Linked DNA regions of Mus musculus: all the other regions are linked to region 1. A link is a contact called in public promoter capture Hi-C data. All regions are on one chromosome and are shown on one strand. The core of a region is the stretch at or near the end of the contact, and the rest is flanking DNA. Distances in the headings are between cores, read along the strand shown.

The links. Promoter capture Hi-C pulls out the DNA fragments that hold promoters and counts their contacts.
Region 2: a contact with region 1 is called in a promoter capture Hi-C map of pre-B cells, with 5 times the contacts expected there. The contact joins the promoter of Cass4 here to the promoter of Stx16 in region 1. A contact is called at or near these places in 2 of 39 promoter capture datasets (liver and pre-B cells).
Region 3: a promoter capture Hi-C map of 3T3-L1-derived adipocytes shows a contact between it and region 1, with 4 times the contacts expected there. The contact joins the promoter of Fam209 here to the promoter of Stx16 in region 1. A contact is called at or near these places in 4 of 39 promoter capture datasets (3T3-L1-derived adipocytes, the C10 cell line, liver and 1 more).
Region 4: a contact with region 1 is called in a promoter capture Hi-C map of cranial neural crest. The contact joins the promoter of Tfap2c here to the promoter of Stx16 in region 1.
Region 5: a promoter capture Hi-C map of liver shows a contact between it and region 1, with 3 times the contacts expected there. The contact joins the promoter of Bmp7 here to the promoter of Stx16 in region 1. A contact is called at or near these places in 3 of 39 promoter capture datasets (cranial neural crest and liver) and 1 of 115 datasets of contacts at active chromatin or transcription factors (astrocytes).
Region 6: a contact with region 1 is called in a promoter capture Hi-C map of pre-B cells, with 4 times the contacts expected there. The contact joins the promoter of Spo11 here to the promoter of Stx16 in region 1. A contact is called at or near these places in 4 of 39 promoter capture datasets (the 3T3-L1 cell line, the C10 cell line and pre-B cells) and 3 of 115 datasets of contacts at active chromatin or transcription factors (double positive thymocytes, embryonic stem cells and pancreatic cancer cells).
Region 7: a contact with region 1 is called in a promoter capture Hi-C map of pre-B cells, with 6 times the contacts expected there. The contact joins the promoter of Rae1 here to the promoter of Stx16 in region 1. A contact is called at or near these places in 2 of 39 promoter capture datasets (hippocampal neurons and pre-B cells), 2 of 484 Hi-C or Micro-C datasets (the G1E-ER4 cell line and rod photoreceptor) and 2 of 115 datasets of contacts at active chromatin or transcription factors (astrocytes and large pre-B cells).

What each region holds. Positions count from the first base shown.
Region 1 is chr2:174,075,565-174,078,712 of GRCm38.p6, reverse strand. It overlaps Stx16 (syntaxin 16), which reads right to left and starts at 1,662. Exons shown (of 9, transcript NM_172675.4): 1 at 1,524-1,662. The coding sequence starts at 1,655.
Region 2 is chr2:172,391,989-172,395,136 of GRCm38.p6, reverse strand. Cass4 (Cas scaffolding protein family member 4) reads right to left here and starts at 1,493. Exons shown (of 7, transcript NM_001080820.3): 1 at 1,132-1,493. The coding sequence starts at 1,167.
Region 3 is chr2:172,471,105-172,474,252 of GRCm38.p6, reverse strand. Fam209 (family with sequence similarity 209) reads right to left here and starts at 1,699. Exons shown (of 2, transcript NM_029608.1): 1 at 1,412-1,699; 2 at 1-297. The coding sequence starts at 1,660. The coding sequence ends at 34.
Region 4 is chr2:172,547,979-172,551,126 of GRCm38.p6, reverse strand. It overlaps Tfap2c (transcription factor AP-2, gamma), which reads right to left and starts at 1,534. Exons shown (of 7, transcript NM_009335.2): 1 at 1,245-1,534. The coding sequence starts at 1,292.
Region 5 is chr2:172,938,624-172,941,771 of GRCm38.p6, reverse strand. It overlaps Bmp7 (bone morphogenetic protein 7), which reads left to right and starts at 1,451. Exons shown (of 7, transcript NM_007557.3): 1 at 1,451-2,117. The coding sequence starts at 1,703. It overlaps Gm40010 (a long non-coding RNA gene), which reads left to right and starts at 2,127. Exons shown (of 3, transcript XR_867069.2): 1 at 2,127-3,148.
Region 6 is chr2:172,978,238-172,981,385 of GRCm38.p6, reverse strand. Spo11 (SPO11 meiotic protein covalently bound to DSB) reads right to left here and starts at 1,544. Exons shown (of 13, transcript NM_012046.2): 1 at 1,362-1,544. The coding sequence starts at 1,492. Gm52538 (a long non-coding RNA gene) reads left to right here and starts at 2,266. Exons shown (of 3, transcript XR_003953974.1): 1 at 2,266-2,308; 2 at 3,045-3,142.
Region 7 is chr2:172,998,533-173,001,680 of GRCm38.p6, reverse strand. Rae1 (ribonucleic acid export 1) reads right to left here and starts at 1,564. Exons shown (of 12, transcript NM_175112.5): 1 at 1,305-1,564.

The sequences.
Region 1 (3,148 bases), core at 413-2,912:
CATTAGAATGAACACATTTCCATGCTAAGATTTGTTTCCTACTTATTTCTATGTAATATTATTTCTTTCAGTCTAAAAATGTAAAACATCCTTCAAATGTAAATGTAAACAAAAGCCCCAACACACTCCGAGCTAGTTTTCTATGCCTTGGGACCGAAGTTAACATCCTGCATCCTTTTATCCTTAAAACTGCTTGCACAGAATAAAAAATCCCTTTTCTGTGAATAATATGGTCAAACATATTTTCCACCGTGACCTAAACAGGGACAACTGTCCTGGCAAGACAGTGACAATCACGATACACAGCTTAGTTTTTCATTAGCACTTCCATAAATGATAAAAGGAAAAAATTAAAAGGCAACTGTTTAAAAGGCGGGAAAGCTGCAGCGTTTCACGAACTATGTTTCAAATGCAGCCCCTAAGGTCGTGGGGTGACCGTGCATTCCCCCATGTTTCAAGGCTGCTTCCATTCAAACCTTCCCTTTTCAATTAAAGGTATTATTACAAAGCTAACAATATTCATCTGGCTGCACCATTCAGACCCGCCCCCTATCTGAGAGAGCAGGAAACTGAGGCTCTGGAAGCCAAAGCCTCCATCAAAAACAAACCAAATACAGCAATCATACTGGAACATTGCTTTGAAAAAGAACAACAACAATAACAAAACCCTACACTGCTAGGCGAAGTGAAGTTCTGGTCAATAAAATCAAAAGCCATGTGCTATTTTGGGGGATTAATTTTCACATCCGCATCATGTTGGTTCCTTTTTTTGTTTTGTTTTGTTTTTTTAAAAAAAAGTTCGAATGGAGAAGCTTAATTTCCTGTGTGGGAAATGGAAAATGAAGCGCCTAGCACCTTGCAATCTCACCAACATGAGTCCTCGGAGGGGGGAGGGCGGGGGGGGGGGGCAGCAAAGCAATTACTCCTAGTGTACATGGCCACACCGAGAACTAGGGCCATTGGAAGAAAAATAGTGGGAAAGAAAATGAGCTGAGCTGAGCAGACCACACACACACACACACACACACACACACACACACACACTCCTTCCTGGGGGGGGGGGGTCTGCAAGGATTTGAGTCAGCTAACCACCCACCTGGCCCACAGAACCAAAGTGAGGCCATTGCAGGGGGGGGGGGGGGGAGTGCCAAACAGAACAGAACAAAACAAAAAGAAGGTTGGAGAAAGGCCTAGGTTCCAAGTCCTCGTGTTAAAACATATGTAAATCGAGGCTGCCCGACGGATGGTGGGGGAGGAGGACCAGGAGGCCCAGGAAGTGAGAAGGCAGGGCAGGGGTTGATACTGTGGTCCCCATTGGGGGTTGCAAGTGCCCCATAAGCCATGGCCGTGCTCCACTTCCTTCTGTATCACACTCCTAGTCGTCGTCGCCTTGTTATTGTTGTTGTTCTTTTTTTCTTTTTTTTTTTTCTTTTTAGACAGAGAGACAGACAAGAGACAGACAGACAGGCAGAGCCGCAGTGCACACGGTGTGTGTGTCTGGAGAGGCCGCCAGGAAGACTCACCGCAGCAATGCTACGTGAATGCAGAGGGCTGGAGGTGGTGTGACTACTCACTTGCTCGGCTAACAGCTGCCGGGTTTGGATGGAATTATTCCGCAACAACAAGAAAGCGTCGGTTAAACGCCTGGTGGCCATTGTCTCCCCCTTTGTGACCCCCCCTCTCAGGGTCTCCCACCCCCCCTTGTAGTCCTGATTTGTTCACTTTCTCTCTTGGTCTGGCCTAGCTGATTCCACTCTTGCACAGAAATCTCTCTTGACAAAGCCTTAGGCTTTTCACGGCGCGATTTTGCAATCCGCCTAAGCGCGGAGACCCCTCCCCAAATAACCACCTCGCCTTTTCCAACTGCCTGACTCCCCCTACCCCAAGGCTGGCTCGGATCTCAAAGCACTCGAATCCCCCCAATCCTAGCGTCGAAATCAAACGTCCTGGAGACCCCTCCCCAATCCCAGCTCGGATCCACAAGCGCCTGACGCGCCAATCCGGCTCGGGGATGGGAGAGACCCCTACCCACTCACTTCCTAAGACCTCCCCAAAGGTGCTGGCGCCCTAACCCTAACTCAGAGCGCCTGCGTGCCCGGCATGTGGCTCTAACTCCGAGTTTGGGTTAACTCTCCTCACAAAAGGCCTGCTCCAAACAGGCCGAGCCCACAACGACAAAGGAGCGTCTACAGCTCCCATATAGTCGCCTGAGCCTACTGAGGCTCAGCCCGACCTGACCCCTCTCTTTCCTGTGCGGCCTGCTTCTCCACTGCCAGGAGGCTGCGGGCCTCCACGAGGACCTCACGGCCTGCCTCCCCCAGCCTCCTCACTCCTCTTCACCGGCACCCTCCATCCCGGGATCAGGCTGCAACCCTGCCCAAGGCCGCTTCCGTGCAGTGGTCCCGGGCTCTAGCATTCCCCCGGCCCTCTTCCTGTCCGTTCCTCGCGGGTGCCCCCCTGCGACATTCATGAGATTGCTTGCAACGTTCCGGGAGCGGGAGCTCCCTTATTGCCCTGCCCCGGGATGGGAGTGCTCCGCCCTCTCTGGGACAGTTCCCGGGGCGCCTTCTTCCCCTTTTCCTAAGAGTGTACAGACTCTGGGGCAGGCGTCCTGGCCCCAAAAAACGGCTTCAAAACCTTGGCCCTGGAGCCGAAGACCACCACTGGGGTCCAGGCAATTGTAAACTTCTAGTAGGATTGTCAGGCAGGCAGAAATGTGGAAACGTGGCTCTTGCAGAGCCTAGTCCTGCGCGGGGGCGGAGGAAAAGTGGAAGAAGTCTGCCTCTGCAGGCCAGGCACGCTCCACTGCAGGCGCCTGGCGCTGCTGAGATGGCCTTACCTTTTTATTTTTTTATTTTTTTTCTTTAAACTGTGAGAAAAAAAAAAGTATCCGAAAAACAACCAGGCCAGGGAAAAAAGAAAAAAATAATAATAAAAAAAGCTTGGGCGCTAGGCCTTGCTGGCCTTACTGTGGGCAATAAAGAGTGGTCAGGCATCTACACTTGGGCACTACAATGTTGTGCCCAAGTGGGAAAGGTTCCTAAACTTAGAGACAACCCCTCAGCCCCACTCCCCCAAAAAGTACTTTGTGTTGAGGTTATGCCCACGTTTCCTCGAGCTGGGGTTTCTGGTCGCCTCCCAGTCTCTG
Region 2 (3,148 bases), core at 244-2,743, 1.7 Mb after region 1:
AGCGCTTTGTGGGGCAAGATTCTCAACTCAGATATTTACAAGTCATCTAAACAAGGAGTCGCCACAGACCCCAGCCCTGGATCCCACGCCCAACACTTGTTACTATCACAATGACAAGCAACATTTAATTCCGGCAAGCAGCCTCCCATTTAGCAACTGTTTCATGGCTCTTTTGTATCTACCATTCTATCACATTTTGAAAGAATAGGAGGGGACAGAAAAGCAACGACTGTGAGCTTCACTTTCCTTGTGATCTCTCCTCCTTCTCCCCAAGCCCCCGCATACAGTATGGGTGTGTGAAACCCAAAAGTTGATGTCACAATGTCCTTCTCCATCACCCACCCACTTTATTTGTGTGTGTGTGTGTGTGTGTGTGTGTGTGTGTGTGTGTGTGTGTGTGTGGAGTTGGAGTTGCTTGTCTTAGGGATGCTGGCCAGAGAACTACAGGGACCTTGCTGTCACCTCCTTGCCGTCTCTGGGGTTACAGGTACACGCTTTCATGCCTGTTTTTTTTGTTTGTTTTTGTTTTTTGTTTTTTGTTTTTTTATGTGGGTACTGGGTACTGAATTCAGGTCCTTATGCCTGTATTGCAAGTACCATCGTCACATCTCAGGCTCCAGTGCCCTTCTTGGGTTAGCAGTGTGCCATGCTATACATATGCTATAGGACCGTCTCTTGGTTCCTGGCCCAGACTTGCAGTTTGTACCAGAGTTCCAGTCCCCAGCGCCCAAAGGAACACGAAGGCAGTTCATGGGTGTCCTTATTGGAGTTAGCAAGAGTAGAGCCAAGGTCTAAGCTCTCTCTATTCAAGAGAAGTGAGTGCCCCAAGCCAGTCAGAATCCTTGAGAGCCACACTAAGCACCTTCAGGATGCAGAGAAAGAGAGAATGTTTAAGAAGTTTGCTGAGTGGTGAAGAGACACACAGTGGGGGCTTGGGCTGTCTGCCTCCTGCCGATTTCACCCCATCATTTCCAGTCATCTTGAAACCAACAACTGGTAAAGAGCAAAGCTTTCTCATTCCAAACCTGCCTGCCACTAATAACCTACCCTTCGTGTTCATTAGAGACCCAAAGATAAAAACAGTTGAGTCAACTGTTGCTCTCATGCACTCAGCCCCAATCAGTCACTCACCTTGGGCGCACCCTCTCTGATGCTGGTGCCTCTCATGGCTGTGATGTGAGCAGGGTCCTCGGAGTTCTGCCGCTGATATATCTGGTTCCAGGGACCAATGATGCAATATCACTGCATGCTGCTGGCTGGTTCCCAGGAGCTGGATTCTATGGAACTGTTTGCCAACACATGGAAACAGTCGAGATGATTCTTTCAAGTAAAGAGAGTCAAATGAAAGGAACGGGGGAGGCGGGGCCAGAGCTTCAGGCCACACCCACGCCTCCATGCCTGCTGTCCCACTTCATGGTAAGTGGAGGCTGACACTCCTTTGCTGTGTGAAACCACAAAAGAAGAAGAAGGAGAAAAAAAAAAAAAAAAAAAAACCCACCCTTCTGCTTTACAAGGTGAAGTTCCTACTTTGAGCAGCCCAGCGTAGGATCACACCGCATTCTTGTCCCTTGAAGACTAATGGAACAATTCCCACCCAGCGAGGCAACACATTTCCATGATGAAGCAAAGCTGCTGGACTTCCGCTGAGGGTCAGCATGTCTTCCTTCCTGTCCCCTGCGGTGTGACAGCTGGGGTAACAGGAGTAAACTGCCCTGCTCTGAACCCCACGTTTTCTACACCTTCACTCCAATTCTCCGTGGTTATATTTTAGCGGGCGCTGCTGAGAGCACCAGATACTGCCCCACACTTGGCTCTTTGTGTCAAGCGAGTGCTCTGAACTCATGAAGTGGAGTCCTCACGACTTCCCAAGTTTAAAGTTTCCCTCAACTCAGACCCAATATCCAGAGAGGAGCCACGGAGTACAAAAAAAAAAAAACCAAAAAACAAACAAAACCAAAACCAAAAACAAACAAACAAACAAACAACCCCAAAAAAACCAAACAAACAAATAAGAAAACAAAACAAAAACCCAAAACTAGCTTAGGCTTCATTTCATTTCAGCATAAGGGTCCCCTCTTCTAAGCAGCTCCTCCCAGCTCCCCTGGGATTCGATCTGTAGACCAGGCTGGCCTTAAACTCACCAAGACCCACCTATTTTTGCCTCCCAGGTGTGAGATTTAAAAAGCATGCCATAGCCAGACCACGGTGGCACTCTCCTTTGATACCAGCACTCCCAGAAAGCAGAGGCTGGCTAATCTCAGTGAGTTTAATGATAGCCTGACTTACAAAGTAAGTTTGGGGCCAGCCCCGAACTCAAAGTGGAAAAAAAAAGTAAATTTAAAAAAATTGAACCAGTGAGATGGTTCAGTGGGTGAAGCTGTCAGCTGCTAAGCTGAAAACTTGTTGGAGTTATTGGAATTACACGGTGGGAGAAGAGGACTCCTGCAAGCTGTCTTTCTGACCTCTGCATGCATACTGCCACTCGTGTGCATACTTCCCTCCCCAGATAAAATAAATGCAATCAAAACAAGCAAACAGATAGAATGCTGTCTCTATTTTAAATGGTCTTTAAGGAACCAGTGATCAGCAATCTGCAGGCGACAGTAGCGAAAGGGGGTGACAATGACTAGACAGGATGAACAGGCTCTAGACAAATGTAGAACCGGGCATGCTCCCACCCCCACATCTACAGTGCTGAGACAGGAGAACAGCTGCGACTTTAAGGCTGTTCTGGGCCACCTCAGAGTTCTAGGCCAGTCTGGACTACGGTGTGAATCTGTCTTAGCAAATAGAAGTAGCTGTCAGCCACATGCTCCCTGCCAAAGTCCACAGGGAAGAAGTAGTAATTTCCAGAAGGCTTTTCACAAGAGAGACACATTCTGAAAAGGGTGGGGTGCGTCAGATCAGAGGCAGTGCGAGCTCCATTTTAGGAAACGCTGTAGCTGCAGAGAGGAGTTGTGAATCATAAGAGCTTCAGCCCACTGCTCTGCACAGGGACAGATCAGAAGGCGTGCTCTCGCTCACCGAGCCAGGCATCCCTGGTAGCAGGCCACTCTCCATCAGTCATCCAGTTTTTAAAAAAACGTGTGTGGTGTTTTGCCCATATGTCTGTAAATGTGCAGGCAATGTCCACAGATGCCTGACGAAG
Region 3 (3,148 bases), core at 450-2,949, 1.6 Mb after region 1:
CTTGTCTTTTCTTATACTTTACTATAAACCTCTTCACTCAGAGTCCTCCTCCCCCCATATCTCATATATTGTGACATTATTGTACAGGTTCGTGGGGCTCTCTGGAACCTGCTGCCTGGAGTTACTGTTAGTTGCCATGGAGACCTTAAGGTTCCGCACCTTGGACACAAATTTCACCAATTCCATCTCGAGCTGGGTTAAAGTATTGAAAGTGAAGTCTTTGCTGGGGGAAATATTTTGAGCTTTCTTTGGTGGAGAGCGGAGCTGGCAGCCTCGGAGGCCAGGAGGATGCTGCTCCTGTCGAGAGAGAGATTCCGGGTGAAGTATTCCAGTGGCCTCACTAGTTCCTACGCAGTTCCAAAAGTTAGACTCAGCCAAGAGGGGACACAATAACAAACCTAGTCTGGATGTTGTTGGTTTTAACTGTGACCAAATTGGCCCGCGACTTGATTTCGTAAATAAAGTTTTATTGGCACACAGCCAAGCTCTGTTACTAGCTGGGCCTGTTCTCAGGCTCAAATGACAGAAAGGGAGGAAGGAGCTGCCACAGAGACTCTATGGCCTGTAGAGCTGAAAATGACTCCCACTTGAGCCTTTACAGGCAGCTTGGCCGCCTTTGCTCTAGCCAGAATATGTGTGTGGAGGTTGATAGATAGTGGTTGTCTTCCTCACCACTTCACCATATTTCCCGAGGCAAGCAAGGTCTCTCACTGAAGCTGGGACTCCAGAATTCTGCTAGACTGGCTGTCTAACAAGGTCCTCCTAAGCCTCCCTCCCCAGCTCTCCAGGGACAGGGGTATGCCAGCTCTCCAGGGACAGGGGCGCCACCAGGCCTGACTTTGATCTGGGTGCTATGGATAGAACTTAAGTCCCCAAGGCTGCATTTTTCTAACTGAGGCATCTCCCAGACCCTGGCCACAGTGTCTTGAAATGCTGGGTTTATCTTAGACTGAACCTCTGTCCCTCCAATCCCCGAAGAGCTCCAAGCCACTGTGGGGGACACCCGTAGTGACTCTTGAGTAGAGGCCTCAAACTTTACTCGAGATGAAACTTCCTTTGGCTCAGACATTTTCAGTGAGTCAAAAGCAAGGGAAATAAGAGCTCACCTCGCCTGGAGTGTGTGAGCCTGGCCCTGTGAGCAGGTCTGACACCACAGAACACACCGTGAGCTCCAGAGTCTACTCTCAAGTCGGGGAAAATAATCAAAGCTTACTTCACAGGAAAACCATGAGCTGTTTAGGAACCCATCTCAAACCATCTCATCCTCAGAGGAAGCAACTTCACCTAGCTATCATCATAGGGCTTTCTGGCCAAAGTTCAAGGTCAGACACTAGTGGTCCTACTTGTAGGAACCTAACCTGGGTTTCTGAGAGCGAATGAATGGTTGTGGTGTGACCAAGGACATCCTTACCTTATTCTCGCCATCTCCTCGAAACTTCAGCATCACATATATCATAATGGCAACAAAAAGCCAGAGCCATTTGTTCCCAAGCCAGCCTTGGGCATTCTCTGGAAGATTCTGTCTAATCCGGAAGTGTCCGCCGCAAGGCACCTTCCCTGGGCTTTCCTTGGTTTTCTCCCTCATCGAAGAAAACATGAAGGCACAGGCACAAGAGACGCACAGAGACAAGAACAGGCACCATCTCAGCAGCGTCCGCATGGTGAGCAGAGCTGGCCCAGGGAGCTACACATGGTGGGGCTGCCTGCCGTGGTGCCAGAGACACTGATGGGCTAGTGTTGGGGGCTCGTGATGTCACAGAGGGCCCTGAGCCAACAGCTCCAGTCATTGTGATGCCTTTAGCTTAAGAAGCCTGAGGCTCACTCACCGTGAGTAGCCTGCCTGGTAGGACTTCCAGGGACGAGAAGAGAGGATGCTGTTTCCTTGCTGGAATGCTCTGAGCTTGGCACCCTCTAAGGAGAGGCCATCGTCTGTTTCTGGTTTCACTTATTTGATCCAGACAGTGGTAAGATACAGGTACAAGGTGTCCCAACAGGGGTAGATCGAGAAACAAGGTTACCAGCCACAGGCCACTCACTGGGGCTCATGGATTTCTTTCCTTTGGCCTACACTACCATCTAAGGGTTGTGGGGACTGTCACCCAAGGAGCCGGGAAGATGGCTCAGTAGATAGTGTCTGAATGCAAGCATAGGGGCCTGAATTTAGTCCCCAGCACATGCATTAAAAAGCTAGTTGTGGTGGGCACTTGTAGTCACAGAGCTGGGGAGGCCGGGACAGCCTGAACGTGCACTTGCTGGCTACCCAGCCCAAGTACTTGTTGGGTTCTGGGCCAGTGAGACCATCTCAAAACACAAGATGCACAGTGTCTCAGGAATAATACTGAAGGTTGACTTCTGGTCTCCACATGCTCACATATGCACCTGTGCACACACAACATACACACCTACCACACAACACACACACACACGCACTACTCATGCAGCATTAAGGCCCACGCTTGTCCCTCGTAGCTCACTGCAGGGATCTTGAGAAATGACCTGAGAAATGACTTTCTGCTAACACTCACACTGCCTCCAAATGTGTTACACTCTGAGCTTAGCGTGGCTTCTACAGACTCCTGTGTCCAGGGGCCAGTGGGCAGCAGGGCGTTCCCCTAGGGCAGAGCATCGGTTTCTGTGGGCCTCCTACCAGATGCTGGCACAGGCCTCCTGCTGGATCAGAAACGAGCCCTGACATCTAGACAGCTACAGACGCTCACTAGAGAAGCAGGCGGCCCTGGTGCTTCTGGCTGTGGCCAGGGGTGCAGTGCAGTCTGTTTGGAGGGTCATCCTTGGCAGGCCCTGAGCAAGATCGTGAAAATTCCCATGGTGAAGGTATTGCTGGGCTAGGTATCCATGTCTGTAGGTACTGCTTTTGAAGTCAGATCTGGCATTCGGTAGCCATCCGCTGAGCCATCTCGCCAGCCTGATATCGAAGTTTTAAGGTTGAGAAATGTGAAAGTATTCTTTTTTTTTTTTTTTTTTTTTAAATCATCAAGGGGCTGGAGATGGCTCAGAGGTTAAGAGCACTGAATGTTCTTCCAGAGGTCCTGAGTTCGATTCCCAGCAAGCACATGGTGGCTTACAACCATCTGAAATGGGACCCGATGCCCTCTTCTGGTGTGTCTCAAGACAGCTACAGTGTACTCAT
Region 4 (3,148 bases), core at 285-2,784, 1.5 Mb after region 1:
CCGTGCCCCAGGGGTTCGGCGTGCGGCGACCTCGGCGCACAGCGCCCTCGTTCAACAACCCTCCTCCCATGTCGCTGCGGCGCGCAAATAGCGCGGATAATGCGCAACGCCGACGAAGGGCGCGTTTCCCCGCCCCAAGGATCATCCCCCTCTCACTCCCTTAAGAGGCGGCCGCGCCGCGGAAGTGACACTCTCAGGTAAGGCCTCATAGTAATGTCGTCCGGAGAGACCGGGAGCCGACACGCGGGATCGGAGCTGTGATCCTTGCTAGCCAAGCCCGTGCCTTCTGCGCCTTAGGAAGTGAGGTCTTCCAGCCCGGCCATGGTCAAGGTTCTCACACATCCCGGTGTAGAGAAGGAATGAAAAGACTCTGCCAAACTGGGCAACCTTTGCCTGCGCACGTCCCCTCGCCCCAAGGCGGTCAGACTTAATTCCTAAAAGATGTGTCTTCATCAGTCCCAGGGGTCAGAAGGGTAGCAGGGACACAGGAGCGGGGCACTGTCGCCCCCTAGCGGAAGCCGCCCGGGCATGCACGCAGGGGCAGCCCCTCGAGGTCGTGCGGGTGCGGTGCGCTCCCGCAGCCTGGCCGCCGGCCTCTCCTCCCCACGTTCCCCGGTGCTCGCCTCGCGCCGCCTGAATCTTCTTCCTCTTCCCGCTCGCCGCCTCCCTCCCTCCTACTCTCCGAAACTCTAGCTCAACCTGTCCGACAGGCTAGAGTACTCGCGAGCGCTCAAGGCCCCATCTGGCTTCACCCCCACCCCACAGTCCCCAACCCCCACTTCTCTTGAAAACCAGGTTGCAGTTGTTTGGACTTTTCTTTTCTTTCTTTCTTTTTTTTTTTTTCTTTCTCGAGGAGGTAGCGGGGCAGGTGACAAGCCTTCCTTGGAGGAGACTCCTCAAAGGTGTCGCTGGCAGGGAAGCTTCCGTGGACACTGGACAGACTTCGTGGGAAAAAAGCCACGTCTGAGACCCGGAGACAGGGCGCTCTTCGGGGAAAATGGAAAGGAGGGCCGTGCGCTTCGTAGGAACCCACAGTTGAGTTCTGCGGGTGGGTTTGCCACGCTCTTGCCAGGCCTTGTCCCCGAGAGACAAGACCAGATTCAACAAGGGGCCCAGGAGATGGCCGAAGACTGGCCCTCATCCCTCCCGAAGGCGAGGGCTCCGCGCAAACGTCCCCAGCCTTGGCCAGCAGCCCTGGGACCCCGCTCGGGCCGGCGGGGCTACGTTCCCTAGCCCCCGCTCACCTCGCAATCCTCTTCATACTTGACATTATCTGTTATTTTCCACAACATGGCGTCCGGCGTCCCCCAAAATAGTCGCCAGTTAAATCCAGGCTCCCCCCACCCCCCGAGCGGTAAATCCACAATCGGGGTCACGGTGGCCAGGCGTCTGCCGCCGCCCCCGCCGCGCGCGCCGGCCTTGCTGTCCCAGTCACTGGACGCGCATCGGTGGCTGTGCACAGAGATGTGGTCGCCGTGGGTGTGTAGAGGCCGCAGCCGTGGACCGGAGAAGCCTCACCCTCACAGTGTGTCCCGGCGATAGCCGGGGGACCCGAACGCCTTAATGGGAAGGAAATTATCATAACTCCTCCCCGGGGGCCGGCGCCGCGCGGAGGCCCAGGCGCCGGGCGGGGCAGCCCCCAGCCAGTCCCTGCCTAGCTCCGCCCCGCACCCTGCCTAGCGTGTTGCAGGACCAGGCGTCGCGAGGGGCTCGCAGGGGCATCAGTGGGCGGTCTCTGACAACCGCAGACCTGCCAAGCTGAGGTGCCCAAACGTGGCTTCCTTTGCCTGCCAGCCCCCTTGCACACCTTAGACTGGCAGAGCTGACAGCTGGGATTTCCCCACCTCAAGAACCGTCCTTCATCCTCCTAAAAAATGGATGTCACTTGAGAGTTGAAGACGCCCCATTCCAGGGTGTCTCAACTCCTGGGGTTCCCTGACACCTCGCCCCAGCTGTTCCGACAGACATTTAAGGATTGGGCTGAGAAATAGCTAAAGTCCCACTGTTCCCTAGTGCCCCCCCCCCCCTTTCCCTCTCCCTGGGTACTTTACTGACCTGCCCACTGAGGGAAGGGAGGGGAAGGATTCCGAGAAGGAGTCCGCTCCCCCAGCTCCAAAGAGGAAACTCACGGTAATACCTGCTGTGAATAAATCGGACAACCGCGTGCTGCAGCTATAGCCCGAAGCTGTATCTGGCTGCGGGCCGTGGCTGGAGGAGACCCGAGCTCCCCCGCCCAGGCCCATCCCTGCTGCGATGCCCAGCCCTGCGGAGCGCCGGTTCTGCAGCTGTCACGGGCGGCTCTTCAGAAGCCTCTACTCGCCCAGGAAAAGAGGTTCCAGGCAGAATAAACCTCCATCGCCACGGGCCGCGTGGAATGAGGTGCTGTAAAGTGGGAGGGGGACTACAGGGAGGTCGCCCTGAGATATGGGCACACCTCGTCCCATGGGAGGCAGAAAGCAAAGCTTCTATCCACAGAATGCTGCTGCACCCCAAGATTTTCCGTCCAAGCCAAAAAGCAATACTCAGTGTTATTTTTTAATTCAACGAAACGAAAATAATTGGCCTAATTGTTATAGTTAATTTTTTTCATCCCAAACAGAAAGTCCACAGTTCTCGAGAGCTAATCTTGTTAGTCCGTCCCAACAGTATATGGAGATTGGCTTCAAACAGTGGAATTGGAGGCAGGGACTATTTCGGATTGATTCCGAAGCCAATTACACAATTCTTGATACCCATCAGCCCAGTGGCCAGGACCTGTTGGGAACGTGCCTCCCGTATCCACAGACTAAAATAATTTGCTCTCTTCCTGCTCCTCGTCTGTAAGCATTTCCCTAGACCCAGATAGGCCTGAAGTAAAGTAACTAAAATTAAAATAGATGTTCAAGCCAACCGTTCCCCCATGGTCTTAGAGAATAGCCGCATGCAAAATAGCTTTCTGGCCAGTTGACCCTAACAGACCCAGGAAGTTGAAACCGCGGGAATCAAGGGGGCTTTTCCGGCTAAGTTAAAAAGGCAGGCAATCCAGACCGAGCCTCCAAAACAGAGGCCCTGGAATTAGCGGGAGAAGAGGGCACCTGCTCCAGAAAGAACTGGTGCTGCCCGCATCAAGCTCAGGACTGGGAACGCCAGGTCCCAGGCTCTCTCTGGA
Region 5 (3,148 bases), core at 202-2,701, 1.1 Mb after region 1:
GACCCCCTACTCAAGGCCCTTCCCCAGCCCCTACTTGCCATTTTACCACCCCTGAAACGCTTGGCTTGTCGCCCACCTTCAGCAAAGCAGGAAGCCTGGCTCACCATCCCCACTCACTCACTGCCATTCTGGGTGAAGGCTGCTTTGCTCCCATTTTTCAGATTAGGAAACGGAGGCTCCAAAGAGCAGCAATCCACTGAGAGACCCAGTATCTGTCTGGGACGTTTCCTCCTGGGAGGAGAGGGAGGCTAGTCCTTTGAGACAGGAAAATGCAGTCGGGAGCTCTTCTGAACTTGGGTACCAACTGCCTACTCCTCAGGCCCTACCTGGGGCTAGGGGTGGGGTTGTTAGACAGTGAGGTACCAAAGGACTCATGTCAGGACCCCGCCCCCCCAAGAGAGGAGGGGGGTGGGAACATTCTCTAGTCCCAGATTTCACTTATGTACTCTGTAGAGCTGCAGCATCTGGGGTTTGAAGGCTTTGGGTTAAAAGATACTTGGGAAGGAAAAGCCGAGAAGTACCTGGGCCCGGATCCCTTGGGTGCTGGACTTGAGGGGAGGTGTGTGTGTGTGTGTGTGTGTGTGCGCGTGTGTGTGTGTGTGTGTGTGTGTATGTGTGTGTGTGTTGGGGGAGTGAAGTGTAGAAAGAACTTTATCTCCACATTATCTCTGCCAGTCCTGGAAGGTTCCCAGAGGAAGTGGCACCCGAGGGGGGAGGGGCAGGGAGAGAACGTTCCCCGAGGAACAAAAGCCAGGATAGCAGAGGGGCAAGCGGTGGGGGTACCGAGGGGGTTTTGCATGACTGGAGCAAATGGAGTGTTGGGGGGGGGGCGGTTCGAAAGATGAGCCAGGTCCAAGAGTGGCCACCTCCGAGGAGCCTTCTCGGATTCCTGCGCTCCCTCCCGGATGCTTTCCTAGCACAGCCCTTAGTTGCTACACTTTGGCCACTTCCAAGTGCGAGTCCCGAGAGAGCTGGGCAGATTGGGATTCTTCTCTCTGGGTCCCTGCGGCGTCTGTCCCAGTGCCGGACACCCGGTGGGCACTCGGTAAATATTTGTAGAGCGCCCTGGGAGGAATGAATGAAGCCATTGGGCCAGGCTTGGGGAGGGCGGGGACAGGCGCAGGTGGGAGGCAGCGGGAGCGGGAGGGGCGGGGAAGTCAGTCCTCCCGCTCCTCCCCCGCTCCCCGGCCCCAGCGCGCCCAACTCCGGGGCTCCCGAGGCGGCGGGCGGGCGATCCGGGCGCGCAGGGCCCTTGTATTGGGCACGCGGGAGATCGGAAAGGGGTTTGTTGCTGGTGCCCGCGGGCCCGAGCGCGATCAGAGCGGGAGGAGGGAGCTAGGGTTCGCTCAGCGCCCAGCTGCCTCTCCGGCACTCGCTCTCCGGACTTGTAGGTCTGCAAGCTGCTGCTCCTCCCACCCCGGCCCGCCTCCTCGCTCTCTTGCTCGCTCTCTGGAGTTGCTGTGCTAGCCTTGCCGTGCGTCCTGGCGAGTGCGGGCCGAGGGGCCCCGGGCCAGAACTGAGTAAAGGACAGGGGCGTCCCGGGCAAAGCGCAGCCGGCCGGGGAGTGGCCATGTGTGGCGAGGCCGCCTTGAAGCTCGCCTGCAGCAAGTGACCTCGGGTCGTGGACCGCTGCCCTGCCCCCTCCGCTGCCACCTGGGGCGGCGCGGGCCCGGTGCCCCGGATCGCGCGTAGAGCCGGCGCGATGCACGTGCGCTCGCTGCGCGCTGCGGCGCCACACAGCTTCGTGGCGCTCTGGGCGCCTCTGTTCTTGCTGCGCTCCGCCCTGGCCGATTTCAGCCTGGACAACGAGGTGCACTCCAGCTTCATCCACCGGCGCCTCCGCAGCCAGGAGCGGCGGGAGATGCAGCGGGAGATCCTGTCCATCTTAGGGTTGCCCCATCGCCCGCGCCCGCACCTCCAGGGAAAGCATAATTCGGCGCCCATGTTCATGTTGGACCTGTACAACGCCATGGCGGTGGAGGAGAGCGGGCCGGACGGACAGGGCTTCTCCTACCCCTACAAGGCCGTCTTCAGTACCCAGGGCCCCCCTTTAGCCAGCCTGCAGGACAGCCACTTCCTCACTGACGCCGACATGGTCATGAGCTTCGTCAACCTAGGTGAGTGGCGGTGGGAGGGGATATATTTCAGACTGGGGCCACTTTGGGACTGGGAGAGGGTCTCTGCTTACAGCCACTGTGGTCCACCTTTCCATTTGCAAAGCATCAGTGCCCGCCAGAGACTCTTCGCCCCGGGGTCTTAGTAGACTTTAAGCTCTGTGCGTCTCGGATAAGTCTTGCTGGCTCGGAGGGTTTGTCCGGGCTATCCGGAGGGTGCACCCCCAGCCCTGAGTCTCTGTCTGCTCCGCCGCGGGTTCATCTCACTCAGGGGCGGGAGGTCCCGGCTCGGCAGCGGCTTAGTTCAAAGCGCCCGGCTGGGTCATGTGAGCTGAACCGGCTTCAGCGGCCCGCGCTACCTGGATTTAAAGGGCCCTTGTGGGCAAAGCTGCCTTCCCGCCTTTCCTCTGCCCCTCTGAGGCCAGCTTGGTTCTGACATCCCGCGCATCCCCTTTTCTTCCCCTCTCTGACCCTACCTGTCCCATTGCGGAGCGCTGGTTTCGGCGTGCGCTCGGAGTGCCGCGGGGCTCCTCGCCTAGCCGCCAGTCGCCCACCTTTGGACTCTCGGCTGGAGCCGGGGAAAGAACGTTGCCATTGCGAGTTTTCTATTTTAAATGTTTAATGATAGGTCCCGGGCGGGCAGAATCCATTTTCAGCGTTTATCACGTGTGGCGCGCAAACCACGGGTTTTGGCGATTGGGTGGCTGGGGACCTCGGAACAGAGGCCGCCATGGAATGGCTGGGGAACCCGTTTCCCTGCTGGAGTTCCAGCCAACCCAGTGAGTGATGCGAGGCTGGGTTGCGGCTGGTCTGAGACAGCTCCCCCTGCAGCTGTGCGCGCACACGTATTCAACTTGCTCAAACTAACCCCCAGCCGTGCGCTGTGGGGCAGATCATCAAATATTTGGCTTTGGTGATAACAAGTCCTGATAGTGCCGTTTCCTGTGTCGCTTTTATTCTGCTTGTGGAAGTTGCTGAGAAAACCCCAGGTCAAGACACCAAACGCACCATGGGCTCCCGCCGTGTCAACTTGG
Region 6 (3,148 bases), core at 295-2,794, 1.1 Mb after region 1:
TTTTTATTTGCTCACATTAACTTACTTCAATGTCGCTGAACTTCAATACAGACTTGGCTTGAAATACTACTGTAAAAATGTTTTAACTGAGGATGATGTAAGACTAGCTTTGAACTTCCTTCCCAAGAATTCAATGCAGAAACATTAACACACATATACGCTCCTGCAAGTGAGCAAGCGCGCTCGCTCTCACACACATACATACTTTCTTATAGCACATTGCCCTAAAATTGATATCATGACTAAAAATTAACCATCTTAAATTGTAATGATTCAAAAGGAAAAAAATTAATCACTACAAGAAAAGAAAAAAAAATGAATTTTGTACTAAATAGTTCACTTGGCCACAAAAAAATCATGCCTCTTTACCACAAAATATCAAGACTGAACCCAGCTTTCTCCAGCTGGCTGTTAATTTCACAAACCATCAGTTTAAAAAAAATATATATCTCAATCATTTTAAGCAACATTGGCACATTGCCTAAGGAGGAAAGCCAAGCTAAACAAAGAAGATGGGCAAAATGTTGAGTTTTAACAACCACACAATTCTCAACGTTTCTACTGTGTGTATGTGGGGGGGGGGATAGATCAGAAAATGGATTTTAAAACATTTACTATTTTCTAACACAATTTTTTTCAAAGTTTGGAATAGGCTGAGACAAATACTGAAGGTCAAGATATAGTCAGGTGAACCGTAGGAGAGTCTCTGTAGTTGGTTGTGAAGAAATTACTTACAATATGTTCATCTGTTCCCTTCAGGTTAAAAAAAAAAAAGTCTTATTATAAATTACTTAAAATGTGATGATGTCCTTGTTAGTTCTGAGAAATTAATTAGTGGTAGTTCAGAGAGTAAACGCTTTTCACTTTCTCTTTCCTCTTCTATCCCTCACTCCCAAACCTATTTTACACACACACACACACACACACACACACACACACAATTTTTTTTCAACATGGGGTTTCTCTGTCTAACAGCCCTGGCTATTCTGGAACTACTGATTTCAAACTCAGAAACCTGCCTGCCTCAGCCTCCCGGTGCTGAAATTAAAGCCCAGCTTTCATTTAAAACAAAAACAAAAACAAACAAAACAAAACAAGACAAAGCCCCATAAATCCAAAGCAAGTCTCAAGCTCTCTGACTATAAAGGACACTGATAAACCTAGGAACTAAGCCAGAGCGGGGCGCCTGGAACATTCTAGAAAACATCTGGTGTGTACAGGGTCCCGGTCACCACCAGGGAGCACTAGGGAGCACCGACTTCGGGGCTCGGACGTGGCCTCCGACGCTCTCCCCACGGAGGCCACCTCGGCGCCACGAGGAACCTTCCCGGGCTTTCCATGGCCCTGCCGAGCTGCTGTACCTAGAGGCCACGCGGGTGGCCCCGGCAGGGGTCTCCCCTGCGCCTCTCTTCACCATGGCCAACAGGGAAGCCCTGTGCCGATCCAGGGCGTCGAAGAACGAGGCCTCGGGCCCCATAGGCGCGAACGCCATAATGGCGGATGCGGAGCCGCTCTGAGGCCTCCTGCCCCTGCGAACCTTTCCGCGCTCTAGCCACGCGCATGCGCACTGCACCACTGACCGCGGGACAGCCCGCGGAGCAGAGTGCGCAGGCGCAGGGGCCTCTGAGGCGCCCCCCCAACACACACACACACACACACACACACACACACACACACACACACACACACACACACACACTACCCTTCAGGGAGGACATGAAGCTCTCAGATGCAGATCTCTGGGGTCGAGGTTTTCTTGGTCTGATAACTTAGGGGAAATAATACTTGCAAAGCTCTTTTGGGGGGTCATTTGGGGAGGTAATAATTACAACTTTTCACTAGGACGGTCATGGACCTGGGGATAGGTATGGGAGAAGGGAAACATTTCTGCCTGGTTTGGCTTCCTGCCTCTGTACCAGGTCCTCTCCACCTGCCTCCTCCTGTGTGCCGGGATTAAAGGCTTTTTACTGTCCAAAACATGTTTGGGATTTGCTTTTATTAAGAAGATTGTCGTTGGGGAAAGCTCGGCGTTAAGAATTTTAATGCACTTGTAGAGAGCCTAGGTTCATTCATTTCTTAGGACCCCCGCCAGGCAACTCATATCTGCCTAAAACTACACTTCCATGGGACCTCATGCCCTCTGGCCTCTGTGGGTTCCTGCATGCATGTGGTACTCACACATAAAAATATTTTTTTAAAAAAAGTGAATTTTTAAAAATATATAAAAAGTTGTTGCTTATCTGAAAATAGTATTTCCATCCTAAGCCTTAATAGCGTGAATATCACTTCCTCTCCTTGCAGACCTACGGTAAGACATGTCTCGCTTTATTCTCTCTGAGCCTTCTAGAGCAGAAGGTGGGATTTCTGAAGTCCTAGAGGAGCCTTGACTCTTAGAACCGTATCCTTAACAAAGAGAGACTGGGATGAGGTAAAAAACTGACTGGACCAAAGTGGCTTGAATCAAGGTGTATGAGAGATGCTGGGACTGATCCCGTGAGAGCCACCTGACCACAGGCCCCAGTTGATAGTTTTTATTTCTAATAGTCTAGTGGCAGAAATAACAGCCTCCTCTCTGCATGCCCATGCTGAGGCATCCCTTCCCTCTGAGGGACCAGCCACACTTCCCTATACTATTCTGTAGTATAGAATAGAGTTTATTTAGGGCATGGATGGGGAAGGGAGTTGAGAGAAAGGGGGGGTGGGGATAGAGGAGTAGAGGCTGGCTATGAGCACATGGGGGGGAGGAAGGGGGGAGGGAAATGGGGAAAGAGGGGGAAGAGGGGAAGAGAGCAAGGACAGGAGAGCAAGAGAGAGAGAGAGAGAGAGAGGAGGGGGCAAGCAACCCCTTTTATAATGAGTCAGGCCCAGCTGGCTATTGCCAAGTAACTATGGAGTGGAGCCTAGGCTAAAAGCCAACACTGCGTGTGTGTGTGTGTGTGTGTGTGTGTGTGTGTGTGTGTGTGTGTGTGTGTGTGAGACCTGTGTGAAGAGCCTTTCTTTATCATTATCACACTCCTTCCTGTTGCCTCTCATGTGCTATGCAGTGCTGGTTACCAGAGGGATGAGGGAGCTAGGTCTCTGTCCTCAGGAAGCCCTCAGCCCAAGGAGATGCAGCAACTGAACACAAACGGGCGAACCTCAGGTAAGT
Region 7 (3,148 bases), core at 315-2,814, 1.1 Mb after region 1:
CTGAAGGTCTGGTGTGACGGTGTAGACTTGGAGCCATCGATAGTCAGCACTGCTTTCTTGAGCGTGGCAGTCTACCGGGCCCTACCGTCCCTCGCCATGCCTCATCTTCCGGCTGTCCTGAAACAACAGTGCACATTCTCCAGGCTCCTCTGTGGCTGGTGAGTTGGCTCAGGTAGTAAAGACACTTGGTGTGCAAGCCTGGAAACCCGAGTTCGACCCTCAGAACCAACAGAAAGGCAGGCGAGAACTCCAAAGTTGTCCTCTGCCCAGATGTGGACTGTGACACGCATGCATGGCCATACACACAACAGGCAGAGAAAGTTTAGGGTTAGTCAGGTGAGCTGGCACAGGTGATCTCTGCACTTGGGAGGCAGGGTCAGGAGGAGCAGGCCATCCCTGACTGTACAGAAATCTGAGGACAGCCTGGTCTACAAAAGAGCCCATTTAAAGAAAAGGATTTGCACGGTCTAACACTGAATGTAATTGACAACTGTGTCGTTGCCAAGGAAACCATCTGTGCACTGTGACTCCAGACTCCCATATGCTTTTGCCACATTTCAAGCTGTTACTAAAAAGCAAATTCTTAAAACCCAGACTTCCACCAAGTCAGCCACCTCTCCAAAAGCGAGGCTAAGGCCCGAGCAATCCACAGCCTAATGAGGGTCGCTTCCTTAAAATAACAAGGAAAGGGAAACTGCAAGGAACTGTGGGAGCGCATTTGACTCCTGCTGCCTTCGAGACAGCCACGATGTGTCAGAGCCACCATAAGGTGCACATTCACGTCTCAGAAGACGGCTCGGGAGACAACTCTCGGGGCTGAGGACTACAAGCCTGTCTGTACAGGGAGAGGGATGCACAGACACGCAGCCAGGGCTATGTTTCTCCGGAGCGTGAGTTAGTCTTGATTTTCACCGGAAAAACTAACTCCTCCATCCTGGAGTTAGGAAACGAAACGACCCCCAGTGTGTGCTGGGATCCGCACGCTCCTCTCCCGTGCAATTTACTTGAGGACTTAGTTTCAGATCACCATGCGCACGTGAGAAGAGCAAGGGCGTACCGGGTGCCCTGCAGCGGGGGTGAAGAGGCGGTCGGACCTCTGGCAGGCAGCGCAGCCATCTCTCCAGCTCCCGTAGCTCTCAGGGGCCTTTCTCCTGGCTGACTGGGTTAGCTCGGGCTGCTCCCAAGCGTCCGACCACGCCCGCCGGCTCGGCCGTGCCCCTCCCATCCGCGCACGCCGCGGTCCCCCACCGTCCCCTCACCCCCGTGGCCTGGGCGGTGTGCGCACGCGGAGAGGCCCGGCCTACCTAGCGGAGCGCACGGGGTCCGGCTGCAGAGAGGGGCTCGGTCTCCTCACGCGGGCCCGGGCTTCCCGGAGGGAGCGCGGCGGCCGCCTGAGGAACACGCACGCGGCGGGGCCCGAAGCCACGGACCTGCTCTGGCGCGGGGCAGAGGGGGCGCAGCCGGGAGACCCCAGACCGCCGAGTCGTCCGCCTCAAGCCGGTGGAAACTGCCCCGTTACCACAGAAGCACCGCGCACGCGCCACGAGCCACTTCCGGGACTGCCCGGAAAGCGTCAGAGCACGGCGTCCCGCCCCTCTCAAGGCGGGCGCACATGCGCAGAAGCCCTGCTGAGGGCGAGAGGAAGTGTTTATGCCAGCAGTTGTGCGTTTGTGGAAAGTCGGCCAGCGCAGTTGCCAGGCAACTAGTTGAGAGAGGGCGTTGTTTTCGCGTGTGTATCGTTATATTGATTGTTGTTTAAACGTCTAAAGATGATCGTGGAGCCGAAGAGATGGCTCAGCGGCCAAGAGCAGTGGCTTCTTGGGGAAGACCCAGATTCTATTCCCAACACCTACTGGACGGCTCACAGGTCCAAGAGAACCAACACCAGTTCTTGGAGAACTGACGCCCTCTTCTGGTCTCTGTGGTCATTGCACGCAGTGGTGCTTAAACTTCTTCAGGCAACATACTCATATACATGTAAAAACAAAAAACAAACAAACAAACAAACAAAAAAAGAGTTCCCCAGCTCAGATCTAGCACTGTCCTCTGAGAGGCTGCCTACTTGGAACATCCCGAGCGGTATGATAAGGGGAATGGTTCCTACTCCCTGAGATGTTTAAGATTTATTTCCGTGCATGGATGTTGTCCCTGTGTGTATGTATATGCACCACATGCTTGGGGAGGCATGAAAACTGTGTAGGAGCCCCTGGAACAGGAGTTACAGATAGTCGAACCATCATGTGGGTACTGGGAACCGAACCATGGCTCTCTTCAAGAGCAACAAGTACACTTAATTACTGAGCCCCATGTACTAATAGGTCAGTATTAAGCCTGTTTGAAACACAAAAGTCCTGCTCTATGAAACATTCCACATAGAGTGTTTAAGGTGTCAGATAAAATGACAACATAGTTAGCTAGATTCCAGAATGGGGGTTCCAATGAACCAATCAGGGAAAGCGGTTTTAGAGAGAGAGAAAGGACAAGTGTCAGTGAGGAAGAACAAAATGTGATTGGTCCCTACAAAATTAGTTTCCTTGTTGGGCAACTTGGCAGGCCTTCCAATCCCTGCACGCAGGAGGTAGAGGCAGGGGGTGGGGGGGGGCGTCTCTGTGAGTTCTAGGCCAATCAGAACTACACAGAAATGTTCTGTCTCCAAAACAATTTTTAAAAATGTAAGGCAGGAACAGGGTTACAGAACAATGGAATAAAAACTGGCCGCTGGTTACCTGTCTTAAGGGACCTCAGTACAACACAGAGGAAACAGGCCTGTCTAGGACACTTGGTGATCATCTACTTACTCCCATCCCCTGAGAAGTCAAATAACAAGGTTTAGTTAGCGTACATAGTGTTTGGTTTGTCGTCGTCGTGTTTATTCCTGTTGGGGCTCAGGGGAAGAGTTGGGTCCAGAGTAGAGGGCTCCTTTAGGTTGGTTTCACAGGGCATTGTTACTATGACCTTCCCAGGACCCGCCCAGACTGATTCCTCTGTCTCCCCAGCCTTGTGATCCCTGTCTAAAGAATTCATTAACTAGCCAGCACAGCACACCCTTAGTGAGGGCAGCTGACAGTGACCAAAGAGGCTTTACAGTAACGGCCACAACCATCAAGCAGCAAACAGCACAGTTCCCTTTAGGGCCATGGCCCTTGCA